Linked DNA regions of Sus scrofa: all the other regions are linked to region 3. Evidence: chromatin contacts called from public HiChIP or PLAC-seq data. All regions are on one chromosome and are shown on one strand. Each heading gives the region's core, a stretch centred on a gene start, on an enhancer-like site or on the middle of the called end of the contact. The rest is flanking DNA. Distances are from core to core; before and after follow the strand shown. Region 1 overlaps JARID2 (protein Jumonji). Region 2 has its middle 200 kb from the start of JARID2. Region 3 has its middle 33 kb from the start of JARID2.

Region 1 (2,700 bases), core at 87-2,586, 250 kb after region 3:
GGACGTGCCTTTGTGTCTGAGCCAGAGGAGCTTGCCCAGTTGGGTGTGTGAGCAGAGGGGGGCAGAAGGTCCCCTTGCCCTTGGATCGTTCTGTCCCACAGCTCCACAGCTCGCTCATGTGGCCCGTGTCACACGCAGACTCCTGTCATCTGAGGAACCACGGGAGCCTGGCTGGCTGTCTGGGTTCAGGTCTCGCAGGTGGGGTGTAACCATCCCCTCCTCCACCTGTCTGATCCACCTGGACAGGCTGGCTCAGGATGCCCAGCTCTTAACATTCCTGGGCCCCACTGTGCTTTTGGAGCCAGTGATGCCACCTCCTCTCCCAGGGATATGGTGAGACATGAAAGGATAATTTTGATGCCATCAAATCCCATTAGTTAAGTACTTTGGTGGGGGGGGGGAGGTCAGTAAAAGCCAATTGTAAGTTCCTTTGTGAAGGTCTGATGCAAGTGATCAGAACTGACCTTTCATCTTTTCAGCTGCAGAAAAGATGGAGGCCCAAAGAATACATGGATACGATGGATTTTTTTCTGTTGGCCTAAAAGAAAAGATGAGTGATTGTATGGAGTGGGGCTGGGGGCGCTGCTGCTGAGACGTGGCTTTGTCCTGCTTGGTCCGTGCACCGAGAACTTGCGCTTCATGCTAGGACAGTCCCTCCCGTGACTTCCCACGGTGCAGGGTGCGAGATCTTGTGAACGCCCAGGCCTCTGGGACTCAGAGCACGTGCACCCCTTGAGCGGGGCCTCAGCGGCCCCCCGGCCTTTATTCTGCCAAGGGCTCTCTCTGCCAGGTGACATGTGTGTGGCGCTGTCGGGAGTGGCTGCCCTGACGCGGCGTGGGTGTGCGGTAGGAGCCTTGCACGCAGCAGGAGACAGCTGAGAGCAGTGGAGCACCTGTTCTTACACCCGGGGAAGGTTTGCAGACACGAGGAGGGCAGTGCCTGGAAGTGAGAGGCCGGCTGAGCCCTGATGCGGACCGTTAGGCCACGCCCGACAGGTTCGCCTACCTGCTGTCCTCTTTAACTGAGGCTGAGCCGTGACGGGAAGAAGAAAATGACGGCTCGTGTGGGCTGTGGTACCGAGGGGAAGGCTCTCACAGGCACATGCATGGGGGTTGAGGAAAGTCCTGGACGAGTAAGAGGAAGAGAGGAGGTTTAGCTCTTCAGACCAAAGAATGAGGCGTATTCTGTAACCTTCTAGAAAATGAAACAGGAGTATCCAGAGAGAAACATGTGAGACTCTCCTGCCTAGAAGTTCAAGGTCTTGCTCCATCTGCTCTTCATCGGGTCACGTGGGGAGTTTGCCTTGTGCGTCGGTGGTGTGGTATTTGTGACTCAGTTTAGTGGCCTTCAGAGAGAGCACGTGTAGAGAGTTTCAGGGGCTCCGACCAGGACCTAGGTGTTCCTTTTGGAGAGCAGGGCTGAGCGTCAGCTTTGTGCCTCTGCTCACCAACTTCCATCTTGGACCTCTCTCTAGCCTGGGGGCTGTCAACCAGCAGGTGTGCCCTCCCCATCCACAACTCACTGCCTGTCCATTGGCTTCTATTGATTCAGGCTCTTTGGCACTGTCCCCAGCCAACAGTGTCTCTCTAGGGCTCCATAGCTTCTGCTTTGAAAGGATGGGCAGAGCCATCTGACTCAATGGCTCCCTCTAGTGGGAAATGGGAGCTTGATAGTTGAATTTCTGGTTGAACTGTGGGCAGCTTCCATGCCTAGGAGGGTTTGCTGTAAAGCCTGGTGGCCTATGTGCCTGGTGTAACCTGAGCTACAGGAGACGGGGTGGTGGTGGGCCAAGAACAAGCCGAAGACACCCCACTTCTTGCAGAGCCGGGTGACAGTTGTGGGGAGTGGGGCACAAAGTTACAATATTTATATACCTGAAGGTTTTTTAAATATCTTAAAGTAAAATATATTATGAGTAAAAATATTCATAAGGCCCAGGGTCAAGTTCAGGAATGGACAGTGAGAAAGAAAGTAAAGAATAATGATTTCTCTTTGTTAATGATTTTTCAAAACTTTTGAGTCTATTAAAAAATCCCTGAGTAAACTGAACTGAGAGGCAAATTCCCATTGTAAATAGTTCTTAAGAAGAAGGTCTTCCATTCAGAGTAGATTGGAATTGTGCACTCGTCTGACCAGCACATCCTAGATGGCTTGGGCTGAGACAGAATAAGAACAAGGAGAGCCAGAGCACAGACAACACAAGCGCTCCCTTATTGGGTGACGGGGTGTCTGTGGCTGTCCCATGGATGTTGAGACAGAGGGGAGGCAAAGGACAGGAGGAGGTGCCCGCTTCTGTGGATGTAATTGTCATTGAGAAATCCATACCGGAGCCGAGAGGGCGCAGTTGGAGGAGCAGGGGAGGGCTCTGCGTGGGCCTCCTGCCTCCTTTGTTGGTGTCCATCCTCCAGTGAACTGCAGTCGTCCTCCTCCCGTGCTCAGTGTCAGCATTTCCTTAGGACGCGCGGCAGACCAGGCCCCGTGGCTGAGTGACCTGGGCGTGTGTTGAGGTGAAACCTAGTGTTTGGTCCTCCTCTGCGAGGCAGTGGTTCGGGGAGATGCTCGGTGGGAAGATGAAACCGTGCCTTCCTCCACTCCGGAGGCTGCAGTGGTACCAATTAAACGTTGCACAAGTGCAGGCCACGGAATGGAACAGGGACCTCTGTTTACAGAAATACGTAAACAAGAAGGTGATCTTTCTG
Region 2 (2,700 bases), core at 140-2,639, 160 kb before region 3:
CTAAAGTGACAAAGGCAAGACTAGAATTCATTTACCCTTTCAAACAGCAAATACCAATTGAGTATCTGCCATGTGTGAGACACCTTTGTAGGTGCAAGAGCTACAGCAATGACCAGAATAAAGACAGAGCCCTTCTGGAGCTTATATTCCAGTGGGAGGAACAGACACAAAACAAATCAAGATGCCATAGGATGTAAATGCTTAGAGAAAACAAGTTGGGGGTGGGGGTAGATGAACATCTGGGGGCAGGAAGTGGGGGGCAGGTTAATACGGAATGATCTGGGAAGAAGGCCTCACTGAGGAGGTGACCCAAATTTCCAGACTTCATTCTTATTTTTTCAAGCTTGTATAACCACAGCCCTTTTGTTCCGTGTTTTTGTTTTTTTTTTAATTTTAGCATTTGGAGCAAAGTGTTGGCAGAACAGTGGTTACACTGTAGATTTTGACATCAGTCCTCTGCTGGTTTGTAAGTTACAGCTCCACCTCCTCCTTCCTGTGTGACTCTGAGCAAGGCCTTCAGTCTCTCTAGCCCTCGGGTTTCTCTGTCTGCAAAGAGGGGATAATAATAAATTCCCCCCAGGCTTGTTGTGAAGATAAAACGAGATCATGTATGCAAATTGCCTGACTTTTAGTGCACTAGCAGGAACAGGAGAGGCCAAGGTAAGGATCCTACATGGCAGCTCTTATTCGGAGCACACTGTCTGTTTAGGTTTGAATGCTGGGTATGCCAGGGCACTGCGGGGGAGTACTGGGGAGTCCCGGGAGTCCCTGCTCTCTGAGGGCTACTCCGGGGACACTCACTGATCTGCCTCTCTTGCCCCACACTTTGCCTTACTCTTCCCTGTAACCTAGGTGATCTATAAAGCCTCATGAAACTTAGGCAATGTCTTCAAATGTTTGCCTGTCTGGTATCACCATGCATCTTCGAGTGGACGGCATCTTATAATTGATTGACTCTTTTATAGTAGTATACTTCAAAAACAGTAATCCTAGACTCCATGGTGCTTAGCTGTGACATGTATAATGATTCAGAATAAACCACAGCCAGATGGTTACCCAGAGGTCCAGTCATTACGTCGGCATCAGGAATGAGCAGAACCAACAGAGCATGTCAGAATGAAGAAGCGGTACTGGAGCCAGGGTCTGTGAAATCCTCCCAGTTTTTTGCTAGAGGTGACACACAGTATGCCCAATCACAAAAGGTCCAAGTGGTACCAGAAACGTGGAGAAAGTTCCACTGATGGGATATAGCACCCTGCCAGAGACCTGGGCTTTGTATTCTAGCTACTCTTGAGTTTTAATGTTAAAAGCTTTTGAACCTACAGCCAAGTTCTAAAAATGGTATAACACACACCCACACGTTCCTCATTCAGATTCACCAATTGTTACCAGGGCGCACATTTGCTTCCTTCCTTATTTCCTCTCTCTGTCCCTCAGTCTCTCTCTTTCAGCCTCTCTCTTATATACATGCACCATTCTAATTACTTCTATTTTAAAATTTTATTTATTTTCAGCCGAGTCATTTAAGAATTTCTTGCAGACCTACCGCTACGTTTAAGACTGTGGGCTCCTTTCCATCGCAATCGTCTTGTCATCCTTAGTAATTATACCGCGGCGGGCACATAGTAGAAACTCAGCAAACCACGCGGTGAAGGAGCGAGTGCGCGCGTTCTCTGGCCGCTCAGCGCAGGCTCCGCTCCCCTCCTCGTCTCCGCCACTTGGCAGACGTGCCCTTTTCCAGTTGGGCTGCGGTCACATAGAGAAGACACTTTAACAAGATGACACAGAGAAAAAGGACCAGACCTTGGAAAGCCAGCCCTTACTCAGCGGAGGCAAGATATCACTGGAGTCACAGCCCATCCGGAATCACGGCGGGTTTTATCTGCAAAGAGCTACCTGGGGGCACAACTTAGAATAGATTTACAAGGAGATCCTGCTGAATAGCATTGAGAACTATGTCTAGATACTCATGTTGCAACAGAACAAAGGGTGGGGGGAAAAATGTAATTGTAATGTATACATGTAAGGATAACCTGACCCCCTTGCTGTACAGTGGGAAAATAAAATAAATAAAGAAAGAAAGAAAGAAGGAAAAAAAAAAAAAAAAAAAAGAGCTACCTGGGGGGACCGGGAGCCGCAGGAAGGGAGACTGCGGGCCCTGCGAGCCTCCATGCCTTCTAGGAAATAGGAACCTTGTGTCGGGCAGCAGGCGGTGAGAGCTGGGGCGGGTCGTAAACCCTTCTTTAAGAATAAGAGTCCACTCGTTTCCTTCCTGGCTTGAGGGAAGCCCTCGCTCTTGCCTCTCTGGCTGGGTGACGGAGGAAGGAAAATAGCTTCTCTCCACAGGAGGTGAATGTCTTTCACTGTAAAGTCTCAAACATCCTGGGGTCAGGGTCTGCCTGTGTCAAATGGGGCTTCTTATTGATTAAGAGAAGCGGAAGGGAGAAGCAAGGGGGTTTTTATTAAAGGCGACTTCAGTCTTGCATCGGCTTATTCTTCAAAGAATCACACTAGGGCTATCCATACAAATAAATCAGAACTATATGCATCAAATATCTCATAGCTCCTCAGGCACACCATGTGGATGTACGTATCTATGTAAGACGCAACTGCTTGTTTGAGCTAAACAAATATACTCTCCCAGCATGCTCTGAGCTGATAACCAAAATTCTCTCCTTACAGGCACAGAGGCTTCAAAGG
Region 3 (2,700 bases), core at 71-2,570:
TGGGAGCATAAAATATCCTTTGATGCTTTATAGCAAAAATTTGACAGATCTTCCAAGAAGTTCCTATAAGGAGCAACCAAACTCTCTGCCTAGGGACGTATCTCCTGGAAAAGTCAAGTCATGCCAATGGAGACAGAGGAAGAGTAAATTCACGTGAAGGTGGACAGTTCTGGGGGCGGAGGTTTCCTTCACTTCTGAGTCCTGGCTCTGTGTGGGGAGTAGGTGTCTTCCCTTCTTGTGTCTTGTTCTAGAGAGGGAGCCTGAGGATGGAGAGAAGTGGATGAGTTCTCGACATATTTGAGAGGCAGGAGATAGAGAACTTCCCTTTGGATCAGATTGTGAGATGTAGAGAAGAAACAATATCACCTAGAAATCTCACTAAGACGCTGAACGGTAGATGCCAAATCAGTTCAGGCTAGAGGCATAAATTTGGTTATCGGTATATGTAATTATTATTAGGCATTTTAACATACATTATATATTATATAAGGAAGTACAGAGAGTCACCTAGTGCGAGTTCCCTCCTCCCAGAGTTTGTTTATAATTAGAAAGATAAAAGAAGAGCGTCCAAGGACCAAAATCCTGGGTGTTTCTAAGCCTCAGAGGCCAGGTAATAAGTCTATTAATTCGGAAGGTATTTATTTGATGGCAAAGCACAAAAAATGCTACATGAGCATCTTAGACCGGGGTGCAGTCTTGTCACATCGTGGGAAGTCTGGAGCTGGGCAGCCCAAGGATGGTGCAGCTGATCACTTATACTTTTTATCTTCCTTCTCTGCTGTTTTTGCAAGTCGATCTCTGTCCTCAAGCTTGTGGCTTCATGGTCACAGATGGCAGGTGTACCTTTGGGCTCACAACCACAATTCAGATAGGAAGCAGGAGGGTTATGGGGCAAGTCCGCCTTTTTTATCGAGAAATGAAAGCTGTTCCCAAGGTAGTTTAGTGGTAACGAACCCGGCTAATGTCCATGAAGACGAGGGTTTGATCCCTGGCCTCATTCAGTGAGTTAAGGATCCAGAGTTTCCATGAGCTGGGGTGTAGGTCACAGACACGGCTCAGACCCCACATTGCTGTGGCTGTGGTACACCAGTAGGCTGGCAGCTACAGCTCTGATTTGACCCCCAGCCTGGGAACTTCCATATGCCTCAGGTGTGGCCCCAAAAATCAAAAAGAAAAAAAGAAAAGAAAAAAGAAAGAAATGAAAGCTGTCCTAGAAGCCTTTCTTTGGCCAGCTTCTTCATTGTCCAGAGCTATGACACACACCCTCTGGGCTCCAAGTGAATGCAAAAAGGGAAGTATTTTTAGCTGGGCACTTAGCTGCCCTGACTGGCACTGGGGTTTTATCGTCAGAAAGAAGGAAGGAATGGCTATGGCAGAAACAGCTAGTGATAGTACCACATGCAGAGAAAAAGAACCCCGGAAGGAGCCTTTCGGGGCAGGGGGAGGTCTAAGGAAAACGCTGAGATTGTGTGATGTCCCCAAACCAAAGGAAGACATTCTTCCAAGAAGGAGGGAAGAGCAAGTGGGTCACATAGTCCTAAATAATCTAAAAAGGGGAGGGGGAGGAACTTCCACAGCTCAGTGTTACCACAGCTGTGGCATTGGTCTCAACTGTTGCACAGGTTCGATCCCTGGCCCTGGAACTTATACATGATATGAGTGCAGAAAAAAAAAAAAGTAATAAATTTAAAATTTTTAGGGAGGGGGCAGTGGGTTTGGCAACATGGAGGTCATGGGGGGGGGATGAGAGCGGGTTCTGTGACAAGGTGGGCATGGAGCTTGGGGAACGTACCCTGAGGAGCGAATGGAATGTCAGCAAGCGGGGACGAATTTTGTTTTAGAAGTTTGGCCTTGAAAGGGGTAGTTGAAAGGAGAAAGAGGCGTAAAAGGGAAGGATTGTTAGGGTGAAAATTATTACCATCTATCTCACTAAACTGTCTCGAGGATACATCACATATTAATTCGCTTTAATATCTATTCTAAAACATTAAGCTTCAGAGCATCCTAAGCCCATTTCTTCCCAAAGTTGTACAGCATGATACATAGAACAGGGTTTGGAGTTTAAAAGAGTAAAGTTTGGTGTTCCCGTTGTGGCGCAGCAGAAACGAATCAGACTAGGAAACCTGAGGTCGAGGGTTCGATCCCTGGCCTCGCTCAGTGGGTTGGGGATCCGGCCTTGCCATGAGCTGTGGTGTAGGTCACCGACACAGCTTGGATCTGGTGTTGCTGTGGCTGTGGTGTAGGCCGGCAGCTGTAGCTCCGATTGGACCCCCTAGCCTGGGAACCTCCATACGCCATGGGTGCGGACCTAAAAAGCAAAAAAAAAAAAAAAAGAGTAAGGTTTGAAACCTAATTGTGCCTACCTGTGTGATCTTAAGCCAGTTGTTTAACCTCTCTGATTCTGTTTGCTCCCAAGTAGAATGGGGCAATCAGGATTACCTCCAAGCCATGAAATGATAGATGCATGCAAAGTACCCATCCTGGTGCCTGGCACGTGATGAGCCATCAATAAGTGGCAATTCTTTTTTTTTTTTTTTTTTTGTCTTTTGTCTTTTTTGTTGTTGTTGTTGCTATTTCTTGGGCCGCTCCCGCGGCATATGGAGGTTCCCAGGCTAGGGGCTGAATCGGAGCCGTAGCCACCGGCCTACGCCAGAGCCACAGCAACGCGGGATCCGAGCCGCGTCTGCAACCTACACCACA

Evidence for each region. HiChIP or PLAC-seq counts read pairs in DNA pulled down with a chosen protein or histone mark.
Region 1: an H3K27ac HiChIP or PLAC-seq map of alveolar macrophages shows a contact between it and region 3. The contact joins two enhancer-like sites. A contact is called at or near these places in 1 of 47 Hi-C or Micro-C datasets (epiblast stem cells) and 1 of 2 datasets of contacts at active chromatin or transcription factors (alveolar macrophages).
Region 2: an H3K27ac HiChIP or PLAC-seq map of alveolar macrophages shows a contact between it and region 3. The contact joins two enhancer-like sites. A contact is called at or near these places in 1 of 47 Hi-C or Micro-C datasets (embryonic fibroblasts) and 1 of 2 datasets of contacts at active chromatin or transcription factors (alveolar macrophages).

Annotation. Positions count from the first base shown.
Region 1 is chr7:11,574,700-11,577,399 of Sscrofa11.1, forward strand. All of the region lies in intron 7 of JARID2 (protein Jumonji), which reads left to right. Among named protein-coding and RNA genes, the nearest start is that of DTNBP1, 140 kb to the right of the region's middle. Within about 2 kb of position 1,337, at least 10 of the 83 cell types and tissues checked have an H3K27ac peak or open chromatin away from gene starts, as enhancers often do. A contact at or near this core is called in alveolar macrophages, where this site is marked.
Region 2 is chr7:11,160,597-11,163,296 of Sscrofa11.1, forward strand. No RefSeq gene overlaps it. Among named protein-coding and RNA genes, the nearest start is that of JARID2, 200 kb to the right of the region's middle. Within about 2 kb of position 1,390, at least 10 of the 83 cell types and tissues checked have an H3K27ac peak or open chromatin away from gene starts, as enhancers often do. A contact at or near this core is called in alveolar macrophages, where this site is marked.
Region 3 is chr7:11,324,146-11,326,845 of Sscrofa11.1, forward strand. No RefSeq gene overlaps it. Among named protein-coding and RNA genes, the nearest start is that of JARID2, 33 kb to the right of the region's middle. Within about 2 kb of position 1,321, at least 4 of the 83 cell types and tissues checked have an H3K27ac peak or open chromatin away from gene starts, as enhancers often do. A contact at or near this core is called in alveolar macrophages, where this site is marked.